Linked DNA regions of Capsicum annuum: region 2 is linked to region 1. Evidence: chromatin contacts called from public Hi-C data. All regions are on one chromosome and are shown on one strand. The core of a region is the stretch at or near the end of the contact, and the rest is flanking DNA. Distances in the headings are between cores, read along the strand shown.

Region 1 (7,872 bases), core at 4,832-7,331:
TCCTTTTCTGGAAACCGTGTTTTGTGATATCTGTTGCATTGAGCCAGATTTTTGCCGAGACTGTAGCTGTATCCTTTGTCGTAAGTCTATCAGTTTGGATTATGATGGTTACAGTTATATTCGATGTGAAACAACCGTAATTGATGGCTACCTATGTGGACACATTGCCCATTTAAACTGTGCTCTACGATGTTACTTGGCTGGGACCGTCGGAGGAAGCATCGGTTTGGATGCAGAGTTTATGTGTCGATATTGTGATGCAAAGACGGATTTGGTTCCACATGTTGCGAAGCTTTTAAACATCTGCACATCTGTTGCTTCCCGTGCTGACATGGAAAAGATTCTGAATGTTGGCTTTTGTATTTTGCGTGGCTCACAAAAAAGGAGTGCAAACCAGTTGTTGCACCGTATTGAATCAATCAAGGCAAAGGTATAGCTAATTGAGGAATAGCACTTTGTTGCCTGAAGATGTCATCTTTTTTTTCCCATTTTTGAGGTTTACACTAACCAGACCAATCTGATAATCATATCAGCTTGAACAAGGAGTCTGCATTGAAGATGTATTCAAAGTGGAAGGCTGTGTGGATTGCACTGGTAATTTGGCCAACTTCTCTGCCTTCTCATATTCTTGCTTGTGTTAATCTGTCACTTTGCCTTGAATATCTATATCTGAGCAAGATATTTCAGTATGTGCAGATGTGGTTCTTTTGCTTTAACTATTATCTATCTATTCCAGGATATAAATATATACATCTGTGCATTGTAAGTTTGTCTATACAGTGCTTCCCGTTGTCTACAGATACCAAAAACACTTGTTGCAACTAAACCGCAATATGAACAAAAAATTATCAGCTTGGGAGTGTTGCACAATAAAATAAAACAGGAGAGCCTTGGAAAGAGTCCAGAAGAGGAATCGGGACAGAAAAAAGCCTCCCCCCCGGTATTTCGAGCTAAAAGAGATTTCGGACCTAGAGTGGGCGAAAGCTTTTATTCTTTTATATCAGCAGGGTAATGATGCATCAACCTGCTAGTATTTTTTTTTTTTTTCGGAAATTGATAACTGTATCTTTTTCTGTAATGAACGAAACAGTGCATAGGTTGCACTGAAACCATATTTTCCAGGGTACCCTATAAACTACTGTCGAGCTATTATAGTGACTCCAAAACATCAATAATAGTGATATCATCGTTAGAGCAAAACTGATTACACCAAAAACACTACATCAAAATACAATTCAATTTGAGTTGCACTTGCTCCATACTGTTCTCTATACTCTTATAGCATCTAAGATTCCTCTCCTTCCAGATTGTCTGCCAAATACTTGCTGGTATAGTTGTCCATCTGTTCCTGTTCTCGACCAATACTCCTACTTCCTCTCAAATTTGTAGAGCGTCTGTGATTCACCCAGGCATGGAGCATGAGATGTTCTTGAGATTTATGAACAATCTCAATAACTATCTTGTTACCTTTAAGTGTAAGAACAGATGATTAACTGTCTCTGTAGTTTCACACAAAAGGAACACTTATTGCGCAATGTTATCTCGCTCCTGGTCAGATTGTCTTGTGTGCGCACTGCCTCTTTGGCCAGTAACCAAACGAAGCAGGCAACCTTGTGAGGAATCTTGGCTTTCCATATGTGCTTCCAGGGCCAGTTATATGTCTGATGGTTGGGGTGGTTCATCTTCCTGTATGCATTACTCACCTTGCCCTTCTTTAGCTCCCCACCATCTTAAAGAATCATGTCCAGTCTCTAGGCCTCCAAACTGAAAATTCTGTCATCCTGTGGATTTCCCAGTCATTTATGTGTCTCCTGAAAGTGGAGGTGTCCATAGATCTGCTATAGTTCTCTATTGATGTAGAACTAGATTGTGTGTGTCTGGGAAGAGGGTCTCCATGATTCATGCCTCATGTCAATCATCTTTCCAAAAAACATTCTCCCCATTTGCTACTTTAATTGTAGTATTTGGCTTGAATTCATCCCTTAAGTTTCTGATGAATCTCCATAAGCTTGCTCCGTAGGGTGTGGTGACTTTTTTGGTCATCCAGTTGTCACCTCCCCATACTTAGCTTTAATACTATACTCCACAGAGTTTGATGATCACTTCATTCTTGGAGCCTTGTTCTGTAACTTAAAATTCTTTATCCCCATTCCTACGAATATCTTGCCATTGATTATTGCTTTCCACTAAGTGATAGCATTTTCTATCCTTATTTCCTAACTAAAGGAAGTTCCTCCTGATGCTATCCAACCTATTGATGATCCTACTGACACTGGAAACAGGGACATCATATATGCTGGAAGTGCATCAAGGACAGAATTGAAAAGGGTCAATCTGCCACCAGAGAGGGTACTGAGACTTTCATCTGCTCAACTTTTTTTCACTGTTCTTAATCATTTCGTTCCAGATTTCTGTGGCTTTGGACTCGACTTCCAGTGGCATTCCAAAGTGGTGGTTGATAGGACACCAACTTCACCTTCTAAAATTGCATTTAAACCTTCCATATTTGATACTGCATTTACAGAGTACAAAAACTCTTCCTTCAGTTGACATGTAATCCTGAGATTCCTTCAAAGAATACCAGGATCAATCTCAGGACTTTTAAGTTGATCTTCTTTAACATAACAGAATCAGGGTATCATTTGCATGCTATAGGTGAGTTATCTCAAGACTCTCCCTTCCAGCTATAGCACTTCAAAGCCTCTTAGCTAACCATTTGTGTTGGCAATTTTGATCATATTGTTGATAGCAGAAATGGTGACAAAGAGTCTCCTTGCCTAAGACCCCTTTGTGCTGTGAAGAAACCTGCTGCTGTTGGTGACCCATTGATTAATACCGAAACACTAATTGTTGATATACAGAATTTTATCCATTGAATCTATCTCTGTCCAAACCCCATATTCTCAAGTACACAAAAGGAAACCCCAATCGACATGGTCATATGCTTTCTCGATGTCCAGTTTGCGCAATATTCCTGGTTTACTTTAGAATCAACTGCTTCATTAGCTATAAGTACACCGTCCATGATTTGCCTTCCTTTTATGAAGCCGTTGGTTGAGAATCTATCAGCCTGGCCATCACTCTTTCTAATCTTTCTGTGACGACTTCAGAAAATAGCTTATACACTGCCTATCAAGCTTAGGCCTGAAGTCCCTCGGTTCTTTTGCACCTATCTTCTTTGGGATCAACGGTATGAAGGGGGCATCGAGACTTTTTCCAAACATCCCTTGTTCATAAAAATTTTGAGAAACCTTCATTATTTTCTGCTTCACCCCCTCCCAGCATTTGATATAGAGCCCATGGTCAAGCCATCTAATCCTGGTGCTTTATCAGCTGCACATAGTTTTAAACATTTCAGCACTTCTTCCTCTTCAAATCTCCTTGTAAGCATTATGATACCTTTACATATCTGCTAGTGGTTATTATGACGCACAAGCAGACGAATTTGTCCTGGAAACGGGAAAACCCTTTTGTAGCTAATCATGTATCTAACATTTATGAATTATGGGCGAACGACGCCTAGAACCTGGCGAAGGCATTATCGATGAATACCTGAGCAATTCTCAACCAACATATGCTTTTCATTCCCGTAAAGGTTATACCACACAAGAAGACTTATTTGTTGTACAACCAGTGCATCAATTAAATGCTATTCAATTGCTCCTAATCCTAACCAGATTAAGGAAATGAATTGCTGCCTTATAAGGAGTTTGGAACTTTGATCTAGCCAGCCCAAAGAGAAAGGAATGAATCACTTAAGGATCTCTTGTGGTATTCTGCTTTGGTCAATTGCAGCAATAACATCGCCCTGTGTAATAGGTTCTGCCCAAGCTCCTAGGGCATAAAAAACCTCACATCTCATGATCTGTCTCACCACATTAGTATGTGTTATTGGTTCTCTGCCTTTTAGTTATACTGCTCAGATTTTTCTGGAGTGTACCTGTTAGGGTGATATGTCCAGATATTGCTGTTATTCTGCTTGTATCCGTATTGCTGGGCTTGAAGTACAACCATGTTTTTAATGATGTGGTCTATAGGCTTCATCTTATATGTTTGTCTTTTGTATTTCTGGAATCCTGGTTCAGTGCTCAATTCACTATTATTAACTAATCATGTGGCAATTCATACCCTACTCTATTTCTAATGACATGTAGGATTCTTTTAATCCCTTTTTTGGACATTGGTTTTCATGCAGCTTGTTTCTGGATGCAAATTCAAAATCCCAGCCGAATTCAAAAGACACTTGATGATTATTCACATCTGTCTAAACGTTAGTCAGGCAAAGTTACCCTATACTGATGGGAGGTAACAAGTACTTAGTGGAACGTGCAAGCTAGCCCGGACACCATTGTCATAAAAAATGATTTCGTACATTGCTATGTGCCATTGATTTTAACCTAGCTTTTCGAATTTTTCGTTTAGCTTGCTATTGGAGCAAAAAAATATCATAACTAAGAGTTCAAAAAAGAACAAAAAAAAAGAGCATAACTAAGAGTGTAAAGTTAGAACCTATTTCGAGTTGCATTTTCGTTTTTCCTATATTCTCCTCCATTTATAGGCATGGGTATAACTGAAATAGAAAATGCTGCCTCATTGTGCCATAGTCGGACATTTATATCCATTATCAACGTGTGCTCAAACAGAAATAGCAGAAGTCTTGTTCATTATTTGAACGAGTTGCTTACCTTCTTGTTCAAGTAAACAAACACATGCTTATGTCGATTGGCAAGGGCAAACCTGTTTGCCCGGTTACTCAATTTGGATGTTGCCATTTAATCGTTTCTGCTTTTTCATTTTTTTTTGCTTGTGTCGCATTTCGGTTAAGGTACAGTGGTTGAAGTTCTAGCATGGTTGGTCACGTGTTTAAAATCAACTTATTTTGAAGTGTTTTTTAAAAAAGTATTTTGGCAATCATTTTGAAACACTTTTGAGCAACAATTAGTATTTGGCCAAATATTTTGAAGTGTTTCTGATTGTATTTTTGCAAAAAGATACTTTTGGAGGAAATTGATTTTTCTATGGACAAATCACATAAATATATAATTTAAGAATCAATATTATAAAAACTACAGTTTTTACTTTTCAAAGAATAACAATAAAAATCTAACAAAATCTATTAAATAGGGTAAAAGAAAAAACAGAAAACAAGTAAATAAAATAGCATGATTTAAGGGGGCAATTTAATAGTTGACATTTTATCTTACAAATTCTCTTATTTTGTTTTTTTCAAATAAGTTTTTAAAAAATATTTAATAAGGTAATCGGAAAAACAACACATTTATTTGATATTGTTTTATATTTTTAAATATTATTTATTTAATTCAATTGACATTAAGTTTTAATATTTTCAAAGAGAAAAAATATCATTAATGACAGTAAATTCTCCAATTGATTCAAACCACATTCCATACAAATTTCATACACCATAAAATTATCAGTATACTAATTTTTATATATTTTAGATATCATAAAATTATTTATACACTAATTTTTGGAAGTTGATGGATTTCGTTGAAACTGTAGCCGTAGTGCATGTCCCTAGATCTTGAAATAAAATAGCACATAGTTTAGCAAAGTTCTCTATTTCATTGTTACAAAATTCTGTTTGATTTGTTAATTATCCGAATAGTATTTTTTAACACTCTGAAACTTACTATGAATTAATATAAATAGTATATTGTCTATGAATTAATATAAATAGTATATTGTTAAAAAAAAAAGTACATTCTCAAAAGTCGATAAAGAAGAAGAATGGAACTTATATTTTGAGAGAGCACCACCCTGAGTAGAGCACAATTTATGAATAAGAAACTTTTGGAAATTTGAAGTCGAATGATGCTTCTTCATCATCTTATCAAAGTAAGGATCTGATATTACTGCCTCCCAAATTTTTGACACACATTTGAAGCGAAGAACAGATTGCAAGGGTAACCTCCTGAGGATTTCCACAACTATTTGCTTTTGGATATGAATTTCAGTCGCCTCCTCCATTTGCTGCTTTGATTGAGAAAACCCATTTTTAGTTTGAAAATGCTTTCTCTTTAGTACTTTGACAGACATTGGATGGTAGCTGGTGATCCGGAAAACGCTTAAGATTCCAAGATGAACACAAGGAGACTGACTACGACGGAGACTGAGATAAAGGGGTTACGGTTGGCTGAGGTTTAATTCAAACATGGAAAGAGAAGCAACAGACATGCTCCCTCCGTCCCATTTTACCCATCCCAAATTAGGGTGACACAACTATTAAGAAAATAATAATTAGTAATGTAACTTTATCATTTTGCCTTTCTTGATTGTTTCTTGTTATTAGTTCCAATAACTAATAACAAGAAGTAATCAATTACACTAAGGGTATAATGAAAAAATAAATTTATCTTGTCTTAATAAGTAAAAAAAAAAAGTAAAATGAGACATCAAATTGATAAGTAAAAAAGAATAAGTAAAATGAGATATCAAATTAAGAAATTTGGCACGAATAAAATGAGACGAAAGGAGTAATAAAGAAGGATGAGTCGAGAAGGAAACAAAAGTTATTATACTCCTATAATAAATAGATAATAGGAGTATAATAGGTTTGTATTAAAAAACAGACCGATATTATTTTTATTTATAAAATATAGTTTTTATTTAAATTCAAAGGAAAGGTAAAGAAAATAAATAAGTACAAAAAATAATAAGAATGTAAAAAACAAAAAAAAATTATGTGCGTTTTTAGAAAAATTTAAATACAAAAAATAATAAGAAGGAAAGTTAAAATAAAAGAAATTGTGTGTATTTGAGAATATTAATACAAGAAAAAAAATAAGTTGACAAGAAAAAATTTAAAAATTACGTGTATTTGTGAAAAAATAAAATATAAATCAAAGAGAAGTAAAAAAAGTACATGTATTTGAGAAAGTTTTAAATACAAGGCAAAGAAATATTTTTAAAAATTACGTGTATTGACTTATTTTAAATATAAGATAATAACTAAAAAAAACTTTTAAAAAAATATTTATATACGTGGAGGTGCATGTTGTGATGCCATGTCAGCACTGAAGGGCATATTTATTACACTTTAAAATAGTTCAGGGGTAATCAAACCTACTTTAAGATGGGGTGTGTCTCAATGACTTTCGTTATAGTTGAAGGGGTAACAATCAGGGGCGGACTCACGTGTTAGGGTGGGGTGCATGTGCACTCGGTAAGTTCGAAAAAAATTGTGTATACGTATATGTATATACCTTAAGAAACTGTTATATAAATTATATGCACCCCAAAGAATACAGACTCGGGATCGAATCCCAGGGTCAAGTTTTCTTTTTCTATTTTTTGTGTTATTAATTTTTAACAACAAAAGTAGTAGTAAGGAATTGAACTTGCAACCTCTTTGCTTACACAATCCATCCTTAATCACTGGGCTACTGCATTAATCTATTTATAAAGAGTTAAGGTTTATATATTATCCTAAAACACCCACATTTGGCCTATATATTTATATTTTCGCCATTACTTAAGCCTTTACTAATCTATCAATTAGACACGACACTATCCCTCAGTCATCATTGGAAGATTCTTGAGCGCTTATGTTATGATAAAGGTGCACTCGCACTCTTCAAATTCTGAGTTCGCCTCTGATAACAATGTCTTTTCTCTTATTTTAAATTTGAATTCATCATCATTATATTTACTTAAATATTTAATTTTTAATATGCTTACCTATACCGAGTCTATCGGAAAAACTTTTACTTTTTAAAAATAAACTAGTTTAGGTGTACGCGCCTTGTACGTGTACCTCACTTTGATGAGTTCAAACATTACACTAAATAAGATATTTGTTTAAATAATAAAGATGAATATAATAATTAAATTCAATATCTTTTGAGTATG
Region 2 (7,471 bases), core at 3,975-6,474, 180 kb before region 1:
AAAACATTTCCCCTGCTTAGTCAGCCGGTAACCCTAGGAGTACAACAATCAAGTCCATCTACTTAAGCATATAAAACTAAAATTACCCAACAAAGTGAAAATCTATAGATCAAGCAGGGAAACATTTTCTAATGATGGAGCCTTTACATCAATGACAGGAATGTACTCACTACGAGAGTATCAGAAATACTGGCCAAGAAAGTCACAAAAGAACCAGATTATTATTCAACTTGATGGTTTTTGTCATTTTTTTCTGTCCTAATATTTGCTAAATTTAAGCTCCACATTTCTCCTACGTGAAGTTCATTTCAATTCAATCACAACTTGGATTAGCAACTACTAGATTTTATGTCAAATTCAAATTTGAAGGAGCAAGTAGCGGTATAGAAGAAATTAAAAGGCTGTGGTAGTCAAGTCAGGCTTGTAATTGCATTGATTAAAGCTACTCTTAGAATGATAAAGACCAAGATCTAATCCAAGCCCTAAAGCTCCCTAAAGAGTCATGGAAGCAAAATTTGACCAAGAAAAAAGGATTTGCTGTTTATTAAAGGTTTACTGGAGCAAGTAACACAATATTCATAACAATCAAAACTATCTTAAATAACAATTTGTCTGTTTAAATGCTCTGAATCATGGTGTTGTAGGTATCCCTTAGCTCATCTTTCTGAATCCGAGATGTTGGTGAAAAGAAAGGCAGAAAGGCCAAAAGAAAAGAAGAAATGTGATCCTAGAGAAGTCTACAACAAATGTGATCCTCAGAACAATCTTGTGCACGGACGTCCCAGAAGACAATGTCAAAGGAAGAAGCTAAGAAATATATGAAAGTAAAAACACCAGGAGATCAGGTTAAGATGCCAAGTCTAACTTGTGACACCAGATTTTATGTCCCTTTGGAATTAAAACGCAATGATAACAAAATCCAGCAGCTTACCTTGTTATTGGCAACTTCTCTGGGGACATTTATATTCAGAAAGCAATTCTGAGGATAAGTCTTATTAGCGATCTCAGCCAACATAGCAGTGATGATGGGTATGGAAGCTTCAGCGCATAATGTGAAATCATCAACATTGAGTTTTCGACCAACCCTGAAGTTGACACTCGCATAAAAACCAACGAAAAATGAACAACTAAACTATTTTAAATTAATTGGTAGGCTGATTTAGCTTTACATATTATGGCAGTCATATGATACAGCGACAGAAGGAATGCCATGGAAGAAAGCCTCTCGTGCACCACCCACTGTCCCTGAATAAACACTGCATTTCCAGCGTTAGATCAAATTTATTCTGGCACGAACATTAAATATAACAGTTTCTCGCCACTTAAGTGAAGTTTAGGACTTAATACCATGGCCCAAGGCCTACCAGAAAGAACAAAACATACTCTCGTGTAGCATTTGAAAGAGCATATGATGGTGTTTTCTGTAATATTTCAGGAATACGTACGTGGTGCAAGGTTAAAAATGTTGCAATTGGTTAACTGAGTAACAATAACTAATATAAATAGCATAACTAGCAAACAAAAAGAGAAGGAAATTGAAGTAGGGTATCAATTAAGCATTTCACAGAAAAGATCTTGAGGCTTGATAGAGAAATTTACTAACATGTCATAGCCGCAATTGCAGCCTAAATTAATGCCACTGACAACCTGCAAGCATAAATTGGCAAGAGTTCAAACACCGTATCGTGAGCACATATATACTAGCTGCAAGTGCAAGTAAAAATAGCAAAAACAACCCAAAAGCAAATTTCATTTTGTACTTGTACATCCGAAATGTAATTTTTCATAAAGATGAAATCGGATAAATCCACAGTGAACTTTATGAAGATCATATATAGTTCATACACAGATACATGATAAGTGAGACTACATGCTAAATCAAAATATAAGCTGAGCATCAGTCTGAAAAGCTACCAGATCAGGTAGCGAAGGAAAGATCTTTTTGGAGATTCCTAGGGAAGTTGAGTCTGCTGGAGTTCCTGCCAAATGCAAACAGAATGTTTGTGCGAGTGGGAAAGAGATAACGATACAATAATCATTGTAAATGAAGTCAGATAACAAGTTGTCGTTAAGGGAACTGTACTACCATGAATCAACTTGACTAATTTTTGAATTAGAAGATATCATTTGCTTGTGTTTCATTCACTAGATTGAAATTCAATATTAGAACTTTTGAATTCAATATTAGAACTTTTGTTCTCCTTTTTTCATTTTCCAGAAGGATAGCGTAAGACAATCAGTTCAAGTTGCACCAGCTTGTGGGAATATGAACAGATACAAGCACAAAATAATTCACAATTAGCTATGCTTGGTAACAGCCTTTAGAGACAATATAGGCAATTGCTTATTTCCTTAAATTAAATGGCATGCACCAAAGCTCCCGCTATGCGCGAGATTCAGAAAAAGGTCATCACAAAGGTCTTTTGTACACAATCCTAACCTTCATTTTTGCAAGAGACTATTTTCACAGCTTGAACCGTTTCCTTTCGATCACGTGACAGCAAATCTAGTGGTGGCAAAATTAGCCCAAACCCATTTAACCCACCCATATTTTAATGGGTTGGGCCAGAGCAATTTTAAAGATGAGCTTATTTAGCTAGTTCAAGTGAACCATCATAAATCATCAAGTCAAATGGGCTTGTGATGATACCCAACTTTGACCAAACAAAATGTTTAATACTAGTATTTGTAATTTTATTTTTAATATTTTTAATTAATTTTTTAGTTGCTTCAATTATATTCTTTTTTTTCATTTTGAAATAACTGTAGTAACAAATAATTTTTTGAATGAAGAAAAATAAATTTTTTCTCATGCCATCTCCCTACCCCTACCCCACCAAAAGAAAATTTAAATATTTTCTAAAATTTATTTTTTAAAAATAAATTAATTTTTCAATTTATATTTTTTAAAAAAAAATTCTTACACTGTCGTGCTACCCCGGCCCCTATCCCCCCCCCAAACAAAAAAAAAAACTTAATTTTTTTATTAAAAAAAAATCAGTCTTTTATAAAACCTCAATCCACCCTTCACCCTTCTCCCTCAAAAAAATAAATTCTTACGCCATTTCCCCACCTCCCTAAACATGACCCCCTAGCCCCACCCTTTAAAAAAAATAAATTTTTCTTAAAATTTACTTTTTCGCAAGAAAAATAAACTTTTTCTTACCCCATCCCCTTCCCCCTCCCTACCACGACCCACCCCTAGCCCCCTCCTAATTTTTTTTAATTTACATTTTTAAAAAATTTCAATTTTTTTTCTTAGCCCACCCTCTATCCTTACCCCACCCCCACGCCCAAAAAAAAAATTTAAATCTTTCAAATTTATTTTATAAAGAAAATATATTTTTTCCACCTCTTTTATCTTATTCGTTATTATTATTTTGTGTTAAATATATATACAAATATTTTTATTACATTTTTTAGTTTTCATATTTTAGTTTTTCTTGAAAACAATAATAATAACAATTAAATATCATTCAATCAAAGTTTTTACTAGAATGATATAGGTTGGGCTATAATCCATTGTTTAGTCCATCTAAGCCCAACTCATTTAGCCCATTGTTTAGTCCATTTAAGCCAACCCATTTAGCTTATCTATATTTTGGGTGGATTGAGCAATGACCCATTTATTGATTTAGTTAATTTTGACCCACCCAAATTCAGCCAAAACCGTCCATTTGCCACCCCTACCAACAACTTTACAAGTTACAGAAAGGCTCCCTTCATTCTTTTCCTTCAATTTTAAAGCAACATAATAGAAGCAGCGCTTCTGGCTTATGGAGGGTCAATAGCATCAATTTACGTAGATAAACACATTTTATTGAATAATTTTGCAACTTAAAATTAGATTATCAAAAATATTAGGTTGTGATTGTACGCCTATCAAATTGGTGATAGAATTCCAACATTTTGAAAGAGAGAAAGTACAGAAGAAATCAAATTAGCCTCCAGATCTTTTAACTATTTTTCAAGTCCACAGCATAAAGAATGAGAATCAGTTTGAGATTTTAAAGTATTGAAGACATCAAACCACCAATTTCATATAGAAAGGACAGTTATGCAATTGTGAAAAGCCAATAAAAGCAGGACTCAGAGAAGTACAAAGATTTGACAGATTAAAGACTAAGATGACAATAGAAAATCAAAGATGAATTAAGAATTTAAATCTAAGCAGTTCTCAGTTAGCAAATTCTGTAAGACCAAAACTAACCAGAAACTGCAAAAGCTGTAGCGCCAGGGACATCTACTTTCTTAACAGTAACCGAGCGTTGCCATGAAACACAATGACTAGCAGCCGATCTTTCACTGGAAGACGGAAATCAAAGTGTCAGAAATATTATAAGGCCTCTATTAGATGTTGAAATTATAGCACATTGGTTGAAAGAATCGACTATGTATTAGAAAATCCTCACAGTTAGCTTTTTGGAATGAGTCAGGGTCAAATTAATCTCAAATTTTCATCACAAAGTCCATTTACAGTTCTAATTGCAGACAACATTGCTGCATATTCAGCCGCTGTATAAGTATACAGGGCACACAGGAATGAATCAGGGCGAAGACAAGTAGTGCTAAGGCAGCTCAATCAACCTACATCAGCAAAATATTACACTAATTATACATGATTAAAATTACTTTTTTTTTTTATATATATACAGCAGAGGTTGAACCCTGTTCGACTGTTTACGTCTTCATATTTCAAACTTCCTAATAAAAATCTAAACTCCGTCACTGAAATGAATAAGTTGTACTATAAAAAAAAGGAGAGAGAGAAGAGCGGTACGAGTCAGGAGCAAAAACGAGAACATGGAATAGATTGGTGGAGACGAGGGCACGAACAAGAGCTCTTAAACCAGGTGCATCAATTCCATCATCATTAGTGACCATTACCATCGGCTTATCACCGGAGACATTGTTCCCATTCTCCATTAATGCTACAAAAATGGAGAAACTGTCACTAGTGCTCAATGAGAGTTGAGCCCAACTATCAGAATATTAATTGGACGTTGTATGTGTCTAGAGAGAAATGTGAAAGGACATTGGAGGATTATATTAACTTGTTTTTAACCTGCACGCAAACAGAATCGAATCATTTTTTTTTACGCGGAAATCGATAGACATCTAAATTTGCTATCATCTTTTATTTGACATTAAAAGTAGACGATGTTCATTTCAAACACTCATCAAGTGTTCATTTTAAACACTCATCGAGTGTGTCACCTTTTGCAGAGTTGGTATAATGCTTGCATTACACATATATGAAGGCGTGTGAAAATCTTTTTTTGATTGATATGACATCCAAGTTGGCCCATAAACAATATATAAACTCTTTCCATTAATTTATACTCCCTCCGTTTTAAAAAGAATACATACTTTCTGTTTTATTCCGTTTAAAATAGAATGATTCCTTTTCTTTTTTAATAATTTTTTAATTTTAACTTTCCACGTGATATATTTAAGATCACAAGATTGAAAGACATTTTAATATATTTGACATATATTTGATTTGGAAAACTTTATTATGGGTGAGACTCAAATAGTGTAAGTTATGTGAGGGTCTTTATGCATGACAAGTGTTTATTTATCACTCATAAAGTCATGACAGCCACTCATTTTCATATTTTCTCTTTTTATCTTATCTTTTCAATTCTTTTATTTTTGTTCACTTTTTTTCTTTTTCTACCAATTCCTAATTAATCATAACTAAATTCATATAAATTTAGTATTATAATCATAACCGTCTTGTTGCTGCATATATTAGCAGAATTGACATCTAGCGTTCATTAGTTAATTTGAACTTTTTTTTATTTTTTGTTTCTTCTATTACTTAGCTACAAAAAAAAATTAATAGATAATTTTTTGAAATTGATATTCAATCCGTTTCATATTAGTTAGTCTTTTTTTTACACGATGTTAAAAAATTATAAATAAAAAGGTAGGTTTACAAACAAGCGTGGACACTTTCAAAAAGAATTAATTACAAAGGTAATATTGAAATAAATTATTACGAATACTTTCTCGATTTAGTAAGGTGGACTTTTAATATGGGACAACTATTTTTAGTTTGATGAACAACTAATATAAAACGGATAAAGTAAGATTATCAAATTAATTTTATTTTAGATCTCCTAAACTTTTAACCCACAACATTTATGGTTTCTTTTATGTCTATGTTTGATTTGTGTGATGAAATATTGAAAAATTAGTAAAAATCCAGAGAGTTAAATAAGGGCTAAGTTTAGATGAAATTTTGATGAACCTAAAAATATAAGCTTATATTGAAAAAAAAAAAAACCATGTACACATGGTCACTTATAACGAGGGAAAATCCGACACCAGAGTAAAATCAAAGAATGAGTTAAGAATAGGGATATTTTTTTCAAGGGGTCATTTGAGAAGTACCTGGATCATAGGCATGTTTGAAGAGACAAGAGGAACCTTCTCGACAAAAAATTGCATTGTATATATAAGGTACTTTTTTTTATTATTTATGTAGCCATATTGTTTTTTAAATTACCTAACACTATATTACAAGTAGGATTAGTGGTTTTGGAGATTCGAAATTCACTTTAAAGTTCTAAATTCAAATCTCAAACATATAATTTTTTTTTTTTAATTCTCCTAGTAAAAATCCTAGATCCTTTCATATTTGACTTTGTGAAAATATTTTTAAAAAAAAATGAATTTTTTTTTTACTTTAAGTTATTCCTAAAAATTCAAAAATACCTTTTTATTCCTAAAAATTTAAAAATACCTTCGATTCATATTTATGATCAAACACAATTTTAATTTTAAATATTATTTTTTATTTTTAAAATATATATTTTTTAAATATTTATACTTTTTATGGTTAAAAACCTCCTAAAAGGAGCTAAAAGTACAAATGAGAAAAGAGGAAGATTGAAATATAAAATAAAGAGGCAATGTTTTAAAATAAAAAGAAGAACAAGAAAGAAAAACAAAATACTGAAATATAAATAAGAAATAGAGCAAAATGTGAGTAGGGAAAGCATTTGATGATAAAATGGGTCCCACGAAAATACTTGTCAAAAACTAAGAGGAGCCTCACACAACTATTGTTGGGTGAGCCTCACCCATATTAAAATTTTCCTATTTAATTTAACACCATAAAATTCAAAAGTTTCTTTATTTTTTTAAACTCCGTGTCAAGTCAAATTAGGTAATTCTTTTTAAAACGGAGAATGTAATTCTACTTCCTCCCTCATTTTTATCTATCATTTTTGTCAACCTTAAGCTTATTTAATGGTGAAAATTATTAAGAGAGAATTAAAAATTAAATACACATTTAGGGGTTCGTCCTACCAAAAACAATATATTAACTCCATCTCATTAATTTATACCTTCTTTCTCATTTTTATCTCCCATTTTTATCAATTTTAAATTTATTTAATGGTAAAAATTGTTGAGAGAAATTTAAAAATTGCTTACGCATTTAGGTGTTCGTGAAGATTAG

The links. A called contact is a pair of places that touch in the nucleus more often than the background predicts.
Region 2: a contact with region 1 is called in a Hi-C map of leaf, with 2.5 times the contacts expected there. The contact joins the promoter of LOC107873081 here to the enhancer-like site in region 1. A contact is called at or near these places in 2 of 5 Hi-C or Micro-C datasets (leaf and placenta).

Annotation. Positions count from the first base shown.
Region 1 is chr6:161,593,895-161,601,766 of UCD10Xv1.1, reverse strand. LOC107873082 (protein OBERON 2) reads left to right here. Exons shown (of 3, transcript XM_047413541.1): 1 at 1-430; 2 at 534-594; 3 at 4,196-4,753. The coding sequence ends at 4,275. Among protein-coding and RNA genes, the nearest start is that of LOC107873082, 4.2 kb to the left of the region's middle. Within about 2 kb of position 6,081, at least 3 of the 5 cell types and tissues checked have an H3K27ac peak or open chromatin away from gene starts, as enhancers often do. A contact at or near this core is called in leaf, where this site is marked.
Region 2 is chr6:161,774,283-161,781,753 of UCD10Xv1.1, reverse strand. It overlaps LOC107873081 (5'-nucleotidase SurE), which reads right to left and starts at 5,224. Exons shown (of 10, transcript XM_047413542.1): 1 at 4,781-5,224; 2 at 4,211-4,305; 3 at 1,915-1,979; 4 at 1,604-1,647; 5 at 1,170-1,256; 6 at 932-1,085; 7 at 1-33. The coding sequence starts at 4,926.